2 separate regions of the Pan troglodytes genome follow, and region 2 is linked to region 1. A link is a contact called in public Hi-C data. All regions are on one chromosome and are shown on one strand. Each heading gives the region's core, a stretch centred on a gene start, on an enhancer-like site or on the middle of the called end of the contact. The rest is flanking DNA. Distances are from core to core; before and after follow the strand shown. Region 1 holds the start of LSM5 (LSM5 homolog, U6 small nuclear RNA and mRNA degradation associated). Region 2 holds the start of LOC107966650 (protein C-mannosyl-transferase DPY19L1-like).

What was found. A called contact is a pair of places that touch in the nucleus more often than the background predicts.
Region 2: a Hi-C map of induced pluripotent stem cells shows a contact between it and region 1, with 2.1 times the contacts expected there. The contact joins the promoter of LOC107966650 here to the promoter of LSM5 in region 1. A contact is called at or near these places in 2 of 7 Hi-C or Micro-C datasets (induced pluripotent stem cells and stem cell-derived neural progenitor cells).

What each region holds. Positions count from the first base shown.
Region 1 is chr6:38,259,121-38,262,912 of NHGRI_mPanTro3-v2.0_pri, forward strand. It overlaps LSM5 (LSM5 homolog, U6 small nuclear RNA and mRNA degradation associated), which reads right to left and starts at 1,608. Exons shown (of 5, transcript XM_016957243.4): 1 at 1,536-1,608. It overlaps AVL9 (AVL9 cell migration associated), which reads left to right and starts at 1,643. Exons shown (of 18, transcript XR_010158419.1): 1 at 1,643-2,213.
Region 2 is chr6:38,431,477-38,435,268 of NHGRI_mPanTro3-v2.0_pri, forward strand. LOC107966650 (protein C-mannosyl-transferase DPY19L1-like) reads right to left here and starts at 1,763. Exons shown (of 12, transcript XR_010158431.1): 1 at 1,674-1,763.

The DNA of each region.
Region 1 (3,792 bases), core at 358-2,857:
GGCTAATTTTTGTATTTTTAGCAGAGATGGGGTTTCACCATGTTGCCCAGGCTGGTCTCCAACTTTTGGCCTCAAGTGATCTGCCTGCATCGGCCTCCCAAAGTGCTGGGATTACCAGCATGAGCCACCACGCCTGACCCTGTTTTTATATGTATCTTTTTTTTTTTTTTTTTTGAGAGGAAATCTCGCTCTTGTCCCCCAGGCTGAAGTGCGATGGTGCAATCTTGGCTCACTGCAACCTCCACCTCCCGGGTTCAAGCAATTCTCCTGTCTTAGCCGTCCGAGTAGCTGGGATTACAGGTCTAATTTTTGTATTTTGTACTAGAGAGGGGGTTTTACCATGTTAGCCAGGCTGGTCTAGAACTCCTGACCTCAGGTGATCTGCCTGCCTTGGCCTCCCAAAGTGCTGTGATTACAGGCGTGAGCCACCACACCCGGCCCTTATATACATCTTTAAAAGGTGTTCAATTAGACAGTAATTTTAGCCATGCCAATTGTGGAAAATATCAAGACAGGTTATATCAAGAAAATATTAATAGTTAACACATCACACAGCTGACAGCTCAAAACAGTTAATATATTAATAAAACAGTTAATATATTCTGCATACAGGGAGCAATATAGTTTTAAACAGTTTTCTGAGCCAATGCCAATAATTTTGTAATACAGAAAAGAAATGTATAGCAGCATCTTGAAAAATGTCTGCAGTATTAGCATTAAAACAGTTCTACTGAATCACAGAAACTAAATTTGATTTAGGAAGCCTACTGTTTTTCTCAGCTATGCTTAGATTAGAACAGAGCTCCTTACTTTTCAAGACCAGAAGTGCAAAATATCACAGTTACTGTAGTAATCTCGAATTCTATTTGAAGCAGACACTTATCCTTTAGGTTATTTGAAAACTGTCCTAGATAAGACTTGTTAAATCTTTTCTATAATGCACTTTAAATTGACATGAGATTCACTGCTTAAAAAAAAATCGTAGTACAATCAGTAAAGGAATTTAAAAACCCTGGTGACAACAGAGCCCATATATTTTGTATTGACCAGAGTACTACACCCAAAATGAGATGGTATGAAAAGAATATTCTTATAAAATCGCAGGACTAGAATAATCATTTTACACGTATCCAAGTAAACTTCCTTTGTTGTCAAGGATATTCTGTTTCAGGTTTTAAATGCGTCTCAGATTCCTACACATAATATTTAAACGAAGAAAAAAAAACTCTAGAAAGAAACAAACAAGAATTCTCGGGTAAGCAAGTAATTTAAAGGCTGAATACACAGATACGCAACCTCACCAGTATGCTCCATGTTACTACATATTTAAGAATAAGGACGGGGGCCACAGAGGCAAAGGCAAGGAGGTGAAGGAATCGGACACTCGGAGAGTGAACCGAAAAGATGTGAAAAAGCAAGGAAAACAGAAGAGAAGAGGGAAGTGGGAAAACTTTGAGGAAAAAAAGAAGGCAAAAGAGAAGGAAGTGCTTTGAGATTGAATCCAGGGAGGAAAAAGCAGGTGTGCCACGCCGCACCTCCAGGTCCCGCGGACACCACAGGTTCTGCAAGCCCAGCCGCCCGGGTCACGTAAGCCCCACCCCGCCGCTCCCCGTCAAGTCCCACCCGGACCCGCCTGCCCCCCGGACCCCCCGCTCCTCCCCCCGCTCCTCCCCCCGCTCCTCCCCCCGCTCCTCCCCCCGCTCCTCCCCCCGCTCCTCCCCCCGCTCCTCCCCCCGCTCCTCCCCCCGCTCCTCCCCCCGCTCCTCCCCGCCCCACAGAGTCGATCTCTCCTCTCCTAGACCCACCCCGCTCCCCCAGGCTCCACCTCGGCCTCTCAGACCCCGCCCCGTCAGGGCCCTCCCGGCCTTGCCCAGCCCTGCCTCGCCGGCGGCGGCCGCCATGTCAGGTGACAGCCCGGAAGCTGCGGAAGCGGATGAGGGAAGGGCGGCTGTGGCCCTGGGGGCGGCGGGAGCTGCTTTGCCTCCACCGATCTCCCTGTGCGGCCCTCATGTGCTGTGCTCGCTGACACCCGAAGTCCGCGGCTTTCCGCACACGGTGGGGTCGTCAGACCCGCTGCCCTTGGCGGTCGAAGTCGTCGTGCGGGCCCGCGGCGGCCGCCCATGGAGAAGGCCAGGAGAGGCGGGGATGGCGTCCCCCGGGGGCCCGTACTGCACATCGTGGTGGTCGGATTTCACCACAAGAAGGGCTGCCAGGTGAGGAAAGGGCCCGCCCCCGCCCCCAGCCGTTCGGGCGTTCGCCCCTTCCGGGGCCCCCCTGCCCTGCTTCTGTGTGCTCAGCTCGCGTCGAGCAGTCCTCCCCACAGCGCCCGCGACCCTTCGCCTCTCAACCTGACTCCTTTGCAGCTCCTCCCACCCGCCCCACATGAAGCCCAGCCCCCACAACCTCTTCCTTCTGTCCCTGAAAAATGGTTGTGAGCAGCGGAGGAGCTGGTTGATATGTGTAGGTTGTAGGTTTTTAACTCCTGCTTTGGTGGAGTGGGAGGAAAGCATCGAAGACCGGCCCCACTCTCTTCCCCGTCCATCATTGTCTCCACTGGCTTTCTGGGTGTCCACCTATAATGGGAGTCTAGAAAAATTCAGTGCTTGGACTCTGCTTTCAAGGTAATAGGCTCAGTGGGCTTGCATACTAATGCTTCAGGTAGCTTGCAGCACATGCAGCCTCCGTAGAAAAATCAGCTTCCTTTGTTTATCTGATGGAAGCCTTGGAATCTGTCCTGTTAGGTACGGTTGTCGATTGACCTTGCCTCCCCCTTCCCATTGGTCCTTAGTTTTGCTATTTCATCTTCTCCAGATTTTGCCTTTTGGTGAGAGATTAATCTCTCCATATCAACCGCAATAAGAGAAAGTGTATTACCAAACCGTTCAAATATAAAGGCGTTTTTCAGCAGCCTCACTGAATCTTTCATGCAGCATCTGAAATGGAATATTTGCAATCTATGTATTGAAGGCAAGAGAACAAAATAGAAACAGGGTTATTGAATGAGCAAGCAAACACTGGAAGGGAATGATGTCATAATGTGCTAGTGAACAGTAAATTGAAATGCTTTTTTGAAGTATTAAAAATAGTAATTGCCACCACTAGCTAATGAAGCATTTAGTTTCTTGCATTCCACAGGAAATGTAACATTTTAGAAGACTTATTGGCAAAAATTAAGTTCTCTAGGGAATAACAGAAAAGTGATGGGAGTGAAAAAATCGTGTTTGTGCGTAATTTTGAAATATATCCTCACACCTGTAATGCCAGCACTTTTAGAGACTGATATGAAAGGCTCACTTGAGCTCAGGAGTTTGAGACCAGCTTAGATAACAAAGGGAAACACTGTCTCCACAAAAAAATTAAAAAATTAGTTGCATGTGATAGCGCACTTGTAGTCCCAGCTACTCGGGAGGCTAAGGTGGGAACATCGCTTGAGCCCAGGAGGCTGAGGCTAGTGACCCTTGATCCCACCACTGCACTCCAGCCTGGGTGAGAGAGCAAGACCCTGTCTCAATCCCAGCACTTTGGGAGGCCGAGGCGGGTGGATCACCTGAGGTGAGGAGTTCGAAACCAGCCTGGACAACACGGTGAAACCCCGCCTCTACTAAAAATACAAAATTAGCTGCGCGTGGTGGCACATGCCTGTGATCCCAGCTACTTGGGAGGCTGAGGCACGAGAGTCGCTTGAAGCCGGGAGGCAGAGGTTGCTGTGAGCCGAGATCACTCCATTGCACTCCAGCCTGGGCAACAAGAGCGAAAAAAAAAGTTTTGGAAAGTGTGTGTTACATGCATAAG
Region 2 (3,792 bases), core at 513-3,012, 170 kb after region 1:
AATATTTTGGAAGGCAAGCATTCTTCTGGGTCCTTTGCAAACACTACCTTATTCCATTCTCACATAGAAGACAGAGTCTCTTAAACTCATTTAGGTGTTCTCCCCTCTACTCAAGCACTTCTTTAAAAATTGTCTATAATCTTCCATTTTAGTTAACCTAATAAAACACTGCACCTCCCTTTTACAACCCTAAAAGACCTCTGTTACTTTATATTTTCTTTTACATCTAAAGGCAAACCAAAGAACTGGCAGTCACTCTAAGTTCTGCTCACATCATTTATTCAAACTATATAAAAACTAAACCTTAATAGATTCCACCCACAATTTAGAGCTTCTATACAGCTTTTTTCGGTCTTCTAGCCTTAATCATGACAGCCTAAGTTTGCCAGACATCTAAGGAAAGCACCTAACATGGAAGGTAGAGACCAAAAGATGTTTAAAAAAACAAGCTAGGCTGGGCACGGTGGCTCAGACCTGTAATCCCAGCACTTTGGGAGGCTGAGGCGAGCGGATCACCAGGTCAAGAGACTGAGACAATCCTGGCCAACATGGTGAAACCCCATCTCAACTAAAAAATACAAAAATTGGCTGGGCGTGGTGGCACGTGCCTGTAGTCCCAGCTACTTGGGAGGCTGAGGCAAGAGAAAATTGCTTGAACCCAGGGGGTGAAGGTTGCAGTGAGCCGAGATCATGCGATTGCACTCCAGCCTGGTAACAGAGTGAGACTCCGGCTCAAAACAAACAAACAAACAAACAAAAAACACAAGCTAGAAGATGCCAAGATTATTCTGGGAGGGTAAAAACATCATTAATACCCTTAGAGAGAAAATGTGTTGAATCCATGAAACAAAAATAAAATACTATTTTTTAGAAAGGAATGTTTATAGAACAAACAAAACTACTTGGAAATTAAAAGCATGATAATGAAAAATAAAAACTCATTAGAACAGTTGGAAAAAATAAGGCTGATAAAATGTTCTAGAATGTAAAACAAAGCCAAAGAGCTTAAAAATGGGAGGAAAAAAAGAAAATAAAATAAAATTAGAGGACTGGGAACTATGAACATCCAAACAATAAAAGTTCTGAATCAGAAAACAAAGGGAATGAAATAAGTATAGAAATAATTCAAGAAAATTCCCAGAAATCAAAGGCATGAGTTACAAGATTGAAACAACCCATCAAGTGTCTAAGAGAACACATAAAAGCAGATCTACACTGAGATGGTATTGCTCTGAAATTTCAGAACCATAGAGACAAAGATATTCTACAATCTTCCAGAGAGAGGAAGGGGAAGCAAAGGTCACATACAAAGGTTTAGAAATCCAAATAACTTCGGAACATCTGAATAGCACCATCTGAAGCAAACGACAATGTTTTCAAATCTAGAGTTCAATACTTGGCCAAACAGTGAACCAAATACGAAAGCAAATAAAGACATTTTCAAATATGCAAAGTTTCATAAATGTTTACCTCCCAGCTATCTACTCTCAAGACCTACTTACTAGAAGATGAGGTCTACCAAAGTGAGAAAATAAACCAAGAAAGAAGAACAAACAGGATAAGGGCACAAGAGATCCAACAGGGGAGAGCAGTCAAGGAAATCCCAATGGGATGCCAAGAGGACAGATGTACACAAACCATGGAAGGTAGCCAGTCCAGAACCAAGTACTTACTGACTCATGCCCAAAATCTCCCCATTTTATTTGTGTGAGCCTGGATGAGCCTGGACCAGATTCTTGTCTGTATTTTATCTTGGCTCCACATGCTTTACCGCTGGCATCAGTTAAAGACACTTACGTCACTCACAGAAGTTGTTCTGCTTTGATATGCTCCAGAGAGCCAGGGTAAACAGTGGTAAATTTAGAAAGAGGGAACAGCTCTTCCCCTCATGATATTTCTGCTGGATATTCAGTACCTGGCTACTACATTTCTGCCAGATGTCCCTACCGACTGAGTCCCACATTTATCCCAGGACTAGCTCATGACCTTGCCTACTGATGTCCTTAGGAATCAGGCTGCTGGTTGAAAATCTATATGGGATTTCTCAGGCCTGGCCATATGCAAGGCTTTGCCTGGCAGGCCTCACAGGGAAAAGAAGACCTTCACACACCAGGCTTGGTGCAGAGCCAGTGTACTGTAGTCTCTCAGGGGAGTTGCAGTCAACGACTCAGCCATTTCTGGGTGATAAAGCTCTTCTTATATTTGCCTTCCTAGCCCAGGCACCTTTATTTCCTGGTCCCATTCTCTGCTGGCAGAGAGGGGCTCCTTGAAGAGGCTGCTCCCCACTCTGACTCAGACTCTGCACTCTTTGGCTCCTGGCCCTTCTCCTTTGCCCCACCACCTCAAGAACCATAAACTGCAGGAGCCTTTTGTTCCCTTTTGATGGGGGTGAGACATCCTGATCGTCACATCTCACTTATACCATTACAGTAAATGATTAAAGGCTTAACTCTCACTTTTGCCTTGTCGCTTTAACCAGCCACTCCAATACCTGGCAGCTCAGCTCCCTCCCCTAGCTCAGCTGAGCTCCTGACAGCCTCAGAAAGTTCCCTCAGGGAACCTAAAGACCATGACTCAGAAATTCTCTTCTTCTGGGAACTTTCATCTAACAAGGGCAATAGTGTCCTCCCCTTAAGCAGCTAGGTTTGTGCCTGATACTCAGTTTTTCAAAACTAAACACACCATATTTAATATATACACATGAGTGGCATAATCATAAAGAAAAACAAGGAAAACATTGGTCCAAAAGTTAGGATGCCATTTCCTCTGAGGGTTGAGGGAAGGAAAGAGAATGCATTAAGAAGGAATTTTAAGGGTATGAAAGCTCTGATAATTTATTTATTTTTTTAATCTGTGTCATGGGTATGTAAGTATTCATTTTACTAATCTTTAAAAATGTATATAAAGATTTTACACAATTCCATAGTCCTAACATTTTACACATAAAAAAGTATTTTTTTTACTAGTTATTTATTTACTGGGTCACAGATAATACACTCATATGATAACAATGCATAAAATAAAGTAAGGAATTTCACACAGCTGTTTCTGACAAGAGCCTCAACATAAACTGAAGGGATAATTTAAAAGTAAAGTTCCAGTAAAAGTATTGCATGGGGTACAATAAACCAAAGTCCAAGTAGGCAGCAGTGACTGGGCAGCTGTCAGTCAATAATGAGACACTCCGCGGGGGCATTGTTCTGTCTGCCCCAGGATGACTCATCAGCCACACTCACTGCCCACTGTTTTCTCCAGAAGACCTCCTCCGACGGCACTTGATCTAGATGGAATCAAAGGCTGAAGAGTCTAAAAAGCTAATGGGGTATTTTGGGGGCAACCTCGGATAGGATACTGAATGGGGAAGAACTCAGAGTCTAACATAAGATCTAAAAATCAACTTAAGTACTTTTATAATTCTACCATATTTCTCTTACCTTAGGCAAAGGAATTTTTGTCTATCCTTCAGCTCCAGTTTTAAGGAGAGTAGTAGGAACTCTGAAGACAGAGGCAGCAGTAATCAGGGGAGAACGATACAAAGAAAATGAAGTTCAAAAAGACAGCACCAGAGTCCTCTCTGGCCAGTCACAGCCCTGGTCTGTGAAAACCCTGGGTGGTTTCATGCATCATTTCACCATCCTAAGATTCAAAACAAATCAAGCAATCAAAGGCAGGGCTGCTAAGTAAGCAGCTGCACAAGCAGAGCAGTGGGAGAGGTGAATGGGACCAGGGCCTCGCTGCTGGGGAGAGGAGGAAGGGGTGGGAGACTAGATGGGAATAGCAAAGGGACCCAAG